Linked DNA regions of Anas platyrhynchos: region 1 is linked to region 2. A link is a contact called in public Hi-C data. All regions are on one chromosome and are shown on one strand. Each heading gives the region's core, a stretch centred on a gene start, on an enhancer-like site or on the middle of the called end of the contact. The rest is flanking DNA. Distances are from core to core; before and after follow the strand shown.

What was found. A called contact is a pair of places that touch in the nucleus more often than the background predicts.
Region 1: a Hi-C map of F5 follicle shows a contact between it and region 2, with 2.3 times the contacts expected there. The contact joins the enhancer-like site here to the promoter of CCNA1 in region 2. A contact is called at or near these places in 2 of 8 Hi-C or Micro-C datasets (F5 follicle and small yellow follicle).

What each region holds. Positions count from the first base shown.
Region 1 is chr1:182,082,899-182,088,914 of IASCAAS_PekinDuck_T2T, reverse strand. No RefSeq gene overlaps it. Among named protein-coding and RNA genes, the nearest start is that of SPART, 6.3 kb to the left of the region's middle. Within about 2 kb of position 4,569, at least 3 of the 8 cell types and tissues checked have an H3K27ac peak or open chromatin away from gene starts, as enhancers often do. A contact at or near this core is called in F5 follicle and small yellow follicle, where this site is marked.
Region 2 is chr1:182,043,378-182,049,743 of IASCAAS_PekinDuck_T2T, reverse strand. CCNA1 (cyclin A1) reads left to right here and starts at 1,449. Exons shown (of 9, transcript XM_027470501.3): 1 at 1,449-1,646; 2 at 1,777-1,916; 3 at 2,799-3,042; 4 at 3,261-3,385; 5 at 4,074-4,297; 6 at 4,938-5,142; 7 at 5,911-6,024. The coding sequence starts at 1,794.

The sequences.
Region 1 (6,016 bases), core at 3,320-5,819, 36 kb before region 2:
AGAATCAGAAGAACGATTTGACAGACATACTGTCAGATCACAGAAAGCGGTTGAGGTGGTGAAATACATTTCTTTTTCTTTTTGCACCAAAGGTGCAAAGTACGCTGCTGCCAAAAAAAAAAAAAAAAAAAAAAAGAGGCCAACAACTGTGAACTTCACAAATCTGGGAATGAAATTTTATGTAATGATTAAATAAATCTGAATTATGCATTTTATCAATTCATGCCCTTTTTTTGGGGTGGGGGGAGGAAGGGAGGGCTATACAGAAAATCAAAAATGCAGAATTAGGAAGCAATGTATCTCACACTGTATCCATAATTAAACATTTTATTAATACTCCTGATGTCTGGGAGAAACAGATGTTCACACACTGTTTTCACTTCACCGTAAAATAATTTCTCTGGCAACATGAAAGCTAACTTCTTGTTTGTCTCCTGGCTTTTTGTAGCCAACACCACCATCAAGCCGTAATGTGTAAAACTGAAAAATATGCATAAGCCTAGTGATGGGAAGCCTTGCTTTTTTCTGTTGTTTCTCAATGGCCAATGGAGTGGTTTCAGCGTCTGTGATGAATCGAGTTAGTCATTTTATGGTATGTATTCTCTTCATCTTTTAGTAGGAAGCTGTAGTTTTCAGTCAGCTGTGTGTGTGTGTGTCTATGTGCACAAAAGCACTAAACTTCAAAGTATGCTATTCCAAAAATGACATTGGCAGAATTAGGGCCTTGTGATATATTACATGTCAGAGCAACTGTCGTCAAGATTTTGTTACAGAAGGCATGGGGGAACATCTGTTTTCCTAATGATTTAGGTGCAGCAGTCTGGAGCCCTGCATGTGGCAGTTCTGTCTGTTCTTCGTGTAGTCTTAACCCTTCGTGATTGGAAATGGAGGCTAATCTCCTGCTCCTTGATTTAAGGATTGGTCTGAGGGCTGTTATTCCAGAAGTAGCAACAAGATTTTTTGCATTTTCCTTTGACAAATCTGGTGAGATTTTGGACTAGACAATTCTGTGAGCTGGTCCTGTGCAGGGATCTATGTCATATTGTGTGTCTTGTTTGGTAAGGATATAGGAAACACTAGCTATGAGACATCTTCTTACGTAGATTTCCTCTCCTTTTACATTTAAGATTTGTCTATCTTTGAGTAAGTTTTGCTTTCTAGCTGGAGTCCCATTGTGTGTGTGCTAGTTTATATAGGCTTTTTCTTCTTTAGTTGGGAAGTGGATAGTTTTGCTCATATCTATTCTCATACTTAGAAATGAGGCTCTGTTTAACTAGGTGACATATCTATCACAGAAAGAAACCAGTTTTCCCCACCTAGGGAGGAAAGTTGAAGGAGTCACACAACATGATTTGTTCTGAAACACAAACTCCTCAAAGTGATGGGCAGGGGCTCAGCCAGAATGATTCTAGTAATCCTCTGAGTAATCCCAAACTACAATCTGTCTCTGCACATTACACTCTGTGCAGTGTGTGGAAATGTGCTGTGGAAATCAGTTCTTCTACTTCCACATGTAAGTGCTCAGCCATCCATGGCCCTCTCTGTCAGGGCAAGACCTACACATGTGTCTTCAGTCTCTTGGCCCTTTGCTTACCCAAAGAGGAGCTGAGTAGGGTCCTGAGTGGATCAACATCTTGAGCATGCAATGCTATGCCTCCAAAAGTGTCTCCATATAGCCAAAGGCAGAACTCAGACAGTACGGTTTGTTCAATTGACACCCTATAGAAACAGTTTTGGAACAATTGATGGATCAAATATAATAAAAAAGATGTTTGTTAGACAAAGCATTTTGTAGAAATCCTGATCTTTTATAGGTGAATCTCAAACTGGAAACAATCTAGACTTCACATTACAAATGTGTGGTTTTAAATTGTACATATTAGTTGTACCATTCACCTAAAATCAAGTATATATCTTTAAAAAATAAGATCCCACATTTATGTGGGACAGAATTTTATATCATATTATTACTTTAATAATTAATGGTGCATACATATTTTTCAATCAACAGAATTGCAATTGTATTTTTTAATTCCTATTCCACTCTAGTTGAAACCAAAACTGAGAAAGTGTGTAAAGCAGAACTGAAGAAATACTGTGACTGCATAGCTAGATGGCAGTATGCACATTGCTTTGAGAAAAGAACTCTTATTTCAAAGATGGGCAGAAAAATCTGCCTTCTCTTTAACAACTGAATGACAGGCTGCTATTTTGAAATGTGCTGGATAAGAATGTCTGAATACCTGATACATCTGAGTCTGGCCACTTGGTTTAGATGTCTAAATCAGAGGTGCTTAATTTGGCCCTAGAGGCCAATTATGAAATGTTGCATTTCCCTCTTTATCTTTTTATCCAATATTTGTCTACATTTTTCAAAACAGGTTAATATTATACATGATTCTTTTCATTTGAGGATTTGGTAAAGATACTGCAATAAAATAAAATAACATCATTCTTTTACTTATATTACTCAATTTCCTAAAATTTGAGGCAATATTAATGAAAAAAAAAAAATTGCCATTGACTCAGCAGGCCTTGAATCATGCATTGAATTATTATCTTTTACACTTTTCTTCATTAGAAAACCTCCCAAACCTATTTAATTACAAAAGCAATTAAATGTAGTGCAGTAAAATACACAAACTATTGAACTTGTCTATGGTAATAGACTAGTCTGTAAACACAGCAAACAGGGAAACAGGTCCAGATTCAAATCCCAAGAAGTTACTTTAAACAGCATTAGAGGGAAATGTATGTCTATGGTAGCATCACACAATGCTACAATGAGCTTGTTTTGGTGATAAAGGAATTTTATTCCTTTCACAAACATAACAAAATACTCAAAAAAAAAAAAGTATTCATGAATGCCTAACAAACTCCTTCACAAGGACAACTTTCAGGACATTATCGTGTTTTCCTCCCTCCTCACTGCAGATGTTTATGTGGCCAGTCCAGGGTACTGTGCACAGTGGTATAAGCCTTCCTTTCCCAAATGTGTCAGCCCAAGAGCCTGGGAAGATCTGGGACAGGGGATTTCAGCCCTGCTGGCTCACACAGCCTGAGGCTTGCACAGAGCTTCTGCTGCGAGCTTTTTGTCAGAGGCTGGCTCCACGTTGTCCTCCCAGCTTTCTGGGGCAAGTCCAATATCCTAAGGCTCATTTGCTAAAAAGCCTGTTTTCCAATTACGTGCAATGTTGGGTGCCTGGTGTTTTATGAGAAACAAAGTTTTTTGGACTCAGCTGAAGACCAGAGTGAGTTGCAAGGAGCTGTGTGGCAAAATGCACAGAGAGCAGGAAGGTAGGGGTATGAGTAAGGAGACTATAAGTAGCTTTGGGCTGTGATTTCCGAGCAGCACAGGCAATACATTGTCTAGTAGGAAATCCCACTGCAGTCAGGCTTTCTTTACCTTCTCATCTCTTTGTATTAGTTGCACAGAAGACAGAGAGGGACTGACTGGTGTCAGAAATGCAGTGCCATATGATGCAGGGCTGTGTGTTCATCTAAACAAAGGGATGGAGGACAGAAGGTCTACAGTTGTGCTGGTTTCTCCAGTTGGCTTTCTATTCATGTGAATCAAGCACTGACTCCAGTTTTGATCTTATATGGGATCTTCCCTTAGGAGACCATCACTTTGGAAAAAGTGGACCTCTGTTTTGTGGGATAGGAGTAGGATTTGGATAGGGCAAGAGTGGTAGTGGCTTTCAACCTGCTGAGCTATTGAAGATATAATGCAGCTAAGGAGATGAAGGAAATATGCTGTTTGTGCTGCTGAATTTATGCACATATTGTGCTGGACTGATGTTTCTGCCATGAAAGACAGTCATGTGGGCTAATCAGCTTTATGGGATCTGTACTGTTGGATGTAGGATGCTGTGTAGATAACCAGTGACAACTCTGGATCATTTAGGTCATTTGAGGGAACATCTTGGAAGTTGTTAGAAGAGCTGAATACTCTGTATATTTTTTCTATTCCTTCAGAAGATAGTCCAAAAGCTAGACCAGATATACCCTTGGGTTATTTTTTTCATAAGAGATGACTACTTGTTCTTCTGCAAGAAGAGTCAAAAATTCTTTAGTAATTCCCATTCTTGTAGGCAGTTGCTCACATAAACATTTTGACTGATTTCACTGCTAACTGTTTACAAGTTCTCTCTAAATGTATACAAATGTATATATTCCTTTACCTGTATGTCCTGGAATCCCCCTGTCTGTGATGTTTGTGTGCTGAGAGCTGCATAGATGCAGAGAGCAAAGGGGAAGCTCCCACACTGGGAGAAGGACTTGCCATCTGGGTAGGAGACTGAAGATAGGGGATACAGACGAGAAATTCAGGAAAGACGTGGGACTATTCAGACCACATTCAACCTTAAGATCAAGTAAATTAGAGAGAAAACTAGAGAGTTCTGATATCTTCTGAATGTCAGATCTATTCCATACTGAGATCATGGGGGTAGACCACATGTCCAGCAGGCTGGAGGAGAGAAGAAGGAGGCTGAGGCTGGCCTAGGGTGGTAGTCATCATTACAGTTGTGACACTGCTCACAAGAGCCTAATATTAGACTGTGGTGACCTGATCGGGAGGCCAGAGGAGGTCCTGGCATTGTCAGGGTGGTGTAGGCACATTGTTCTGCATGGCTGTTGCTGTGGCCTCAGCAGTAAAGCAGGGCTGAGTTTTGCCCTGCTATCACAGTTTTAGTTATTTGTGAATTTCAGTCCCGCTGTCCTTGGAGGTACCATTGAGAAAACCTCTTCTGCTGCTCTTTGTATTTCTTATCTCTAGTTTGTAGACTAAACTGCAGAAAGCAAAGCAGGCTCACTGTGTGGTGTGCAGTGAAATCAAATAATGCTGCACTGAAAACCAGGTTTTGCTCAGGTCTGTCTACACTGCATGCTGTAGTGTAGTACAGAGATATTTATACTTAGATTCAGCCTCTTTTGGGTACAAGAAATAGTTCAGTCTGCTTCTTGGAAGGGTAAGTTAGCCCTTTGGATGCTATGCGATGCATGGCCCCTAGAATACAGGATGACATCTTTAAACCTATTTCCAGTATTTCTGTATAACACTGAAGCTTATACTATGGACATATCTATTTGAAACCATAGTGTAGCATTTTAAAGGATGATTTTATTAACAAAAAATGCACCACTATATTTCTAGTCCTGTTCCTACACCCCTGTGCCCAAGTACAATGCCTGCATGTTTTAGTTTATAAGATTTGTTTTTGTATTTATCAGATCAGTGGAGGAAAGCTGGCATCAGAACCTGAAATGAAGCTATGAAGTTTTTGCAGGTCTGTAGTAACAACCACAAGTCAGTTGTTCATTAAATCTCATCCTAAAAATGCATGTAGTATGAAACTAGGGTGAAAAGTTCATTAAAGTTCATCACCAAAGGTATAAAAGTGGGACGAAAAAGTCACCTGAAAGTTCACAGCTGTTTTCTTACTTATCAGATAGGAGCTCAGTATGAAACATTGCCCTTGAATATTCAGGTAAATGTATTAGGTAATAAATTACTTATCATTACAATTGATATTTATATTTATTTATAAATTTACTAAACCATAAAAATGGTTTAGTATTTATTTATAAATTTACTAAACCATATAACAAAATGAGACCATAATGATACAGACGACTAAGTACATCCTTAATTCTTGGGCTGACTTGCTGTAATGGACCTGCTTGTGTATGGTTTCATCCAAGTGTCCAGAGGACTCATGACCCATTAATCATTCTGTTCTTATATGAATTCCTCTTTCCTAGATTAGAAGCCTATACCCTTTAGCCAAAGATACCTCATAGTTATTTCAGCTTGGCAGTTACTACATTTAAGTACCCAAAGTGTATATAGAACTTGAACTTTAAGCAAAAGCTTCTTTGTTATTGTCTTTTTTGTACTTCCTTAGGCAAATTACCCAGCACAAGGGTTGTTCCAACTTTGTGTAAATAAGTTACAGCAAAATTACTTTTTTCTTCATTCAGTCAGGATGAAAGAAAAATATGTATTAAATTC
Region 2 (6,366 bases), core at 200-2,699:
GGGGCATCACAATCCTGATGTCTCACGTAAACCTCATGCTGGGGTTAAAGTTCTTGTACTGCTTGCTCTTCCCATTGAGCACAGAGAGACCATTTAATCCCTTTCGTCCTCCCTATGGGCTTTCAGAGGGCTTGTGTACCACACAAGCTACTCTCCTGTTTGTTCATGCTAGCACAGCCAGGAATGTGGTGGCTTATGCTCCACTGGAGGTTCATTATAGCCTCCTGCTTCTTCTTCACAGAGCTGCTACTGACCCAGATGGTCCCCATCCCACATGTCTGCAGCTGGTGGCTTTGTCCAGCCCTGCTCTGTCCAGTCTTTCTTCAAAAGCATCCCACTTTTCCAGTTTGTCATGATCATTTCTGAAATCTCGTCTTGTTCCCCAGCATAGCCACTGCCCTTCCCAGCACCATCGGTGGTGTCATCCACAACTTCACTGAGTCTGCTACCTGTGTTACTATCTGCTCCACTGCTGAAAAATTTTGGTGATATTGGACAAACCGCTGCTTAATTCCTCTTATAAAGCTCTGTGTTTCCACCCTGACACCTGAGAACTGCTCTTGTGCACAGCTTCACAATCAGTTTTGCAGTTGTCCCCTTGTTTTGACTTTATCAAAGTGTTACAAGGGTCAAATAGATACTAAAATAAGCTAAAATCAAAAGGGGTAATCGATTTTTTTGACCTTGACTGTTTCCATAAAGCTTCTATTGCCATTCATACATCTTTTTGTTATATCCTAGACGTTTACAGACAGAAGATAGCTCTTAATAACTGATTATTTGTTCCCAGACTCCTCTGGAAATTCAGATTAATCTCACTTGGTTCCTGCCCCAGCCAGCTTTCCCCTTGTGGAGCTGGGCACCCCTCGGTGTTTCTCTCCTAACTGGGTAACTCGTCTGTCCTGTCGGAGCTCACTGAGAGGCTTGGGGTCTCCAGGGTTTAATCGTCAAGTCCTTTAATAGCATCAGGCAGACTTGTTTCCTTCCTTATAAGCTTTATTAATAAATTAATTATATTTGCAACTGATATTTGTCAATAGTAGTATTAAAGTTATATTATGAATATTTTAATAGTGTAGGTGATTTGTTGTATAGGGGTGGGGTTTTGGCCATCCTACTGCTGGCATCCTCACCGCGGGGGACCTCCTGATGACATGAAATCCCTCAGCTTCTCCTGCCAACCAAGCGCTGTGTTTAATGCACACCAGTCCTTCCTTGCTGCTTCCCTGCCAGCAGCGCACTCCCAGCTCTCTTGCCATCCTCAGCCTCGCCTCCTGGCTGCACCTCGCCTGCTCTTTGGACACTCCACACAGTCTCCACACCCCCAACAACCCGCCTTCACCCCACTACACTACGGTGGGACACCATCAACCCCTCCCCACCGGCAGCGGGGCGGGGAAGCGCGGCCCAGGCCGCGGCAGGGCCGGCCCGGGCGGGGTCTCCATGGCGACCCGCAGCCGCTTGCCCCGCCAGGGCGGCTGCGCCGGGGGTTGCGGCCGCCGCTTCCAACTGGTCTCGGCCAACAGCCGCCCGCGGCCGCCTATATAGGGGCGGCGGCGCTGCCTTCCTGCCCTCCGTCCCCGCATCCATCCATCCATCCCTCCTTCCTTCCTTCCCAGGGTCAGGCGTGGCTGCTCCTCGACCGAGTACTGGCTAATTTTATTTATCTGTATCTTTTATTTTATTTATTTTTTAATTATTTTTTTAAAAATATTATTATTTTAATTTTTATTATCTTATTTATTTATTTTTTTTCCCCCTCTCTCTCCCCGGAAGGTGCCGGCGTGGGGGCGATGCACCGCACCGGCGAGATGAGCCGGGCGGGCCGCCTGGAGCCCTGCCCCGTTGCCCCCCGCGGCGGCCGGGCCGTGCTGGGGGTGCTGGTGGAGAACGGGCAGCAGCGGCCCGGCGGCCAGGTGAGCCCTGTTCGTGCCGGATACCTCCTCCTTCCTTCCCTCCTTCCTTCCTTCTTTCCCTCTTTTCTTCCCCTCCACTACTCGTCCCTTCCCCTCCGGGTGGGCTCTGGGACTGGTAGCTGGCTGCTCCCCGCCAGGCTGCAGGTGAAGGCGTGGGGGGGTGGTGGGCTTCAGGTCATCCGTGCTCTAAAATGTAGGGGGTGGTTTAAAAAAAGTCGCTTTGCTGATGCTTGCCTCAACGTCCCGTTGCTGTGTGGCTGCTCACGTTGCTGTCAGGGTGTGGGTGTGTTTAAGAAGCTGGGTTCACAGCTGGGTGTCCTCCAGTCCTCCTGGAGCTAGCTGGCTGCTGGGGCAGGGGAAACGGAGCTGTGCTGGCTTGCAGGACCTCAACCAGCAGCTGTGTGTGTGCAGTCCTCTTGGGTGCGACTTCTTGAAGCCCCAAACTCAGCTGGTGGCTCACATATAGTAGATAACACGAAGGGCTGTATCCTGTTCACAAGCTGAAGTCGTGGGGTTTGTGGTGCTTAAACTCAACGTTTCCAACTTTGGTTTATAAGTTGACATGCATTTGTAAGTCTGTGGTGGTGCTTGAGTGGTTCTTCTCATTGCCCTAACTTGCTACACTTTCTAAAACCTGCTCTGTGCTACACTGAATGTGGAGCACACCCTGCACTTGCCAGCTGTCAGAGCCAGGCAGTGCCCTTGCTTCCAAGGCAGTGCCAGTGCGTCCCAAGTGCCAGCTGCAGTGGGTGGCTTTTCCAATTAACTTCTGTACCTTGCTTTGTTAACCAAGGAAAGTGATTTGTCTCTCTAAAACAACCAATACTGTTTGCTTTCTTCCTGAATTGCCCTGCCACAGCATTGCCATGCACTCTGTTTCAGAGTACTGCTGTTACCAGACACCTTCCTGTCTCTAAGAATGCCATCCCTCCAGCTGGAAAAGATGAATTATCCAGCTACATGATCAGTGCTGCATCAAAGCAGGGGTTTACTATCTACATAGATGAACCGGAACAGAAAGAAAACTACAACTGCCAAGTGGATGAAGAGCTGGAATCAAGCCTGTGTGAACTGGATACTAGTGCAATGACATCCAGTGTTCACCTACTGCTGGATCTAAGTACAGGTAACCATGGTTAATACATGGTATCTGTAGCACAAGTATGTACAGTTGATCATGAATTGTGGTGAGCTGGTGAGTAGCTTATTTTACAATAAGTAATGCTTCGGGATAACTTTAGTTGTGTCTAGGTGACGCACAACACTTCTGCTGTGCTAGAAATAGCAAGAGAAGGTGAAGAGGCTAACTATCCAAGTGTCTTTCTGTCTCTTTTTGCCTGCTAGCTTCTCCTATGCTAGTGGATACATCCTTCCAGTCTCACCCTGTGGAACAGATGGGAGATGTCATAACTCTAATGACTGTGGGAGAGTATGCAGATGACATTCATCAGTACCTCAGAGAAGCCGAAGTGAGTGTCTTCTAACAAACCTAGAGGTATTTGGGATGTGGTGGGCTGCAATACTGCAAAGCTGTATGGTTGCTCCAGGATAAGTCTAGGCAGCCACTGAGCAAGCAATAAAATCCATCTCTCTAGCTAGAGAGGTTCATAGGTATCTTCTAGACAGTTATGAGATCTTTCAGGTATTACTCTGCATCCCAGAAATACCCCACTGTTGGAGCATGCCTTGACTCCAAGGAATGAAGAGTTCTTGCAGGTGGGAGGTGAAAACTGCAAAATTACTGAAGCAGTTGGATGTGACCTCACTGACAGGTCTTCTGCTCCAATAGACTTTTTTTTTTGTCATTCTTTATCAGAACAGTAAAATGCAGTCTCTCAATAGGGGGAGGGGAAATAAATGATTTGTTTCTCATTGTCAGGTCCTCCTGAATTGCTTATATGTGCAAAGGCTCAACTTGACAGTCCAGGAGGTCCTTTACTTTTCTGTTACTAACATGGTAGCTCTTATCTCTTCAGTTTTTCTAGAGATGCTGCTAGTTAATACTGCTAGTACTGTAACTATAGCTAGTAACTAGTTATTAATAGTGTAACTGCTCATGTTCCTTTTCGTAGAAGTTCACAGAATGTTAATCAGCTCAGCCTTCAATGGTCCTTTCCAGGGTAAGCAACCTGATTCTTCACTTGTCTCTCCAAACAGATTAAATACAGGCCCAAGCCCCACTACATGAGGAAGCAACCAGATATCACATCAGGAATGCGTGCCATCTTGGTAGACTGGCTGGTAGAAGTAGGGGAAGAATACAAACTTCAGACAGAGACGTTATACTTGGCAGTGAACTACCTGGACAGGTTTCTCTCCTGTATGTCTGTTCTCAGAGGGAAGCTGCAGCTTGTAGGAACAGCAGCGATTCTTCTGGCTGCGTGAGTGTTTATCTCAGAAGATATATGTGAGCTAAAACTTATTTTTAGGACTGAATCTTTTTGTTTAATTTGATAGACTGAAGCTTGCAGTGGTAGGTAGGTTTTCCTGGTGTCTTAAGATTTGCCACTTGACCTACTTGGGCACTAGCTGAATTAGATGCTTAATATTCGTGATTAAGGAACTGTAGTGGGAAAACCTTAAAACCTTGTAACCATAACAGCAGAAGAAAAACACTACTGTATGAGGCTGCTAGCCCATAAGGCTGTAATAGATTAAAAGCTGCAATCTGCAATTAGCCTTGAACTGTTTTTAAACAGACTGGGTGCCCAATGAAGCCTAGGAGCACATGAGTTTTTATCTGGAATGCATGGTGTTACTGCAACTTGCTCTTTAACACTCTGACTAATAGAAAACTCCTAATATGAGTATGTCTCACTAGACTAGTGGACTTGGAATACCTCTAAATATCTTTGCCCCACAGATTTGATTCTCAGCTGTTACCCAGATCGGAGGAAGGTTTAAAACAAGAACTCCAAGCAAGTCTTACTAATACCATGTTCCCATCCTGATAAGGGAGAAATGCTTTTTGTTACCCTGACTTTTAAGCTGACAAATACGGTTTCTCTGTTTCTTTTGAAGGAAATACGAGGAAATCTACCCACCAGAAGTGGATGAATTTGTGTATATAACAGATGATACATACACAAAGAGGCAGCTGCTAAGAATGGAACACCTGCTTCTCAAAGTGTTGGCTTTTGACCTCACAGTGCCTACTATCAACCAGTTCCTCCTTCAGTATATTCAGAGGCATGGAGTCTGTATCAGGACAAAGAACTTTGCAAAGGTATGAATTACCATCCCTTTAGGATGGGTGTTTTGTAGAAGTCTGTGCTTAGACTTCTGGATAAGTGTCTGATTGAAACACTAAGCTTTGTGTTATCTGTCTGGTCAGCTAGTCTGTCTTACTGGTGAGGAGGTAGGAATCCATTCTTCGACAGTGGCATGCATAGTAAGCCTGACCTGGACAGGATGGTAAAACATACTGCTACACAATGACGCAGCATGTGCCCACAGAACTGCCCGGGGTACCATGCTTATACAGATCAGGTTACAGGGTAACCCAAGCTTACAGGAAAACACCTGACCTGCTGCTTAGCTGCAAAGGGTGTAGTATTTATACAGTGCCTATTCAAATGGAGCCCAAATTCTGTTTCTGAGAGCCGCCCACTTAGCCCAGATCTCCAAGTGAGGTGAACAAAATCCTCAGAGGAGAGCATGGCCTCTTTTCCTTTACAAATATTTAAAAAGATGTCTTTTTAAACAAAACTTGATGATTCTATCTGTAAAATTACATCAAAAACAATCATGACCAGAAGTTCATTATAATTTGGATTGTTTAGGCTTTGACAGGACAGTGGTCTCTGTTACCGCTGGCACATGATAGGTTTTTCTGAAAGATGAACAGGACTTGAATGCTACTTCTGCTCACCAGACAGATATAACTCATTTCTTCAGTGAAACTGAAACTATTGACCAACTTAAGTGCTCAGTCTCTTGGCCTTATTCTACCACACAGGGCCATTCTATTTGATTGGCTTGCTTTTTTGCTCAGTATCTTGCAGAATTGAGTCTCCTTGAAGCTGATCCTTTTCTGAAGTACCTTCCTTCACAAACTGCTGCAGCAGCCTACTGTCTAGCAAACTACACGGTGAACAGGTCTTTCTGGGTAAGAAAAACAACTGTGTGCTAAAGTGCTCAAGCACTTTATGATCAAAACTTTGAGTAGCATCAAAACATGTTTTCATAAAGGCTGAAATGCTAGGATGAGTGGCTGTTCCTGAGCTAATGGGTCTACCTGATTAACAAATGTTAAATCAATCTGAAATATCCTGCCTTCTATCTGAAATGGGAAGGACCTTGCTGTCATGTTCACTTACATCAAGTCAGTAACTAAAACTTGTCAGTAGTTAGTCTCAAATGCCATAGATAGAATTCAGGGGCTTTGGGGGAGGGAAGGGGAAAACTGAATGTGCCTGCTTCAGTGAAGTGACTACACTCAGTGGCTGCT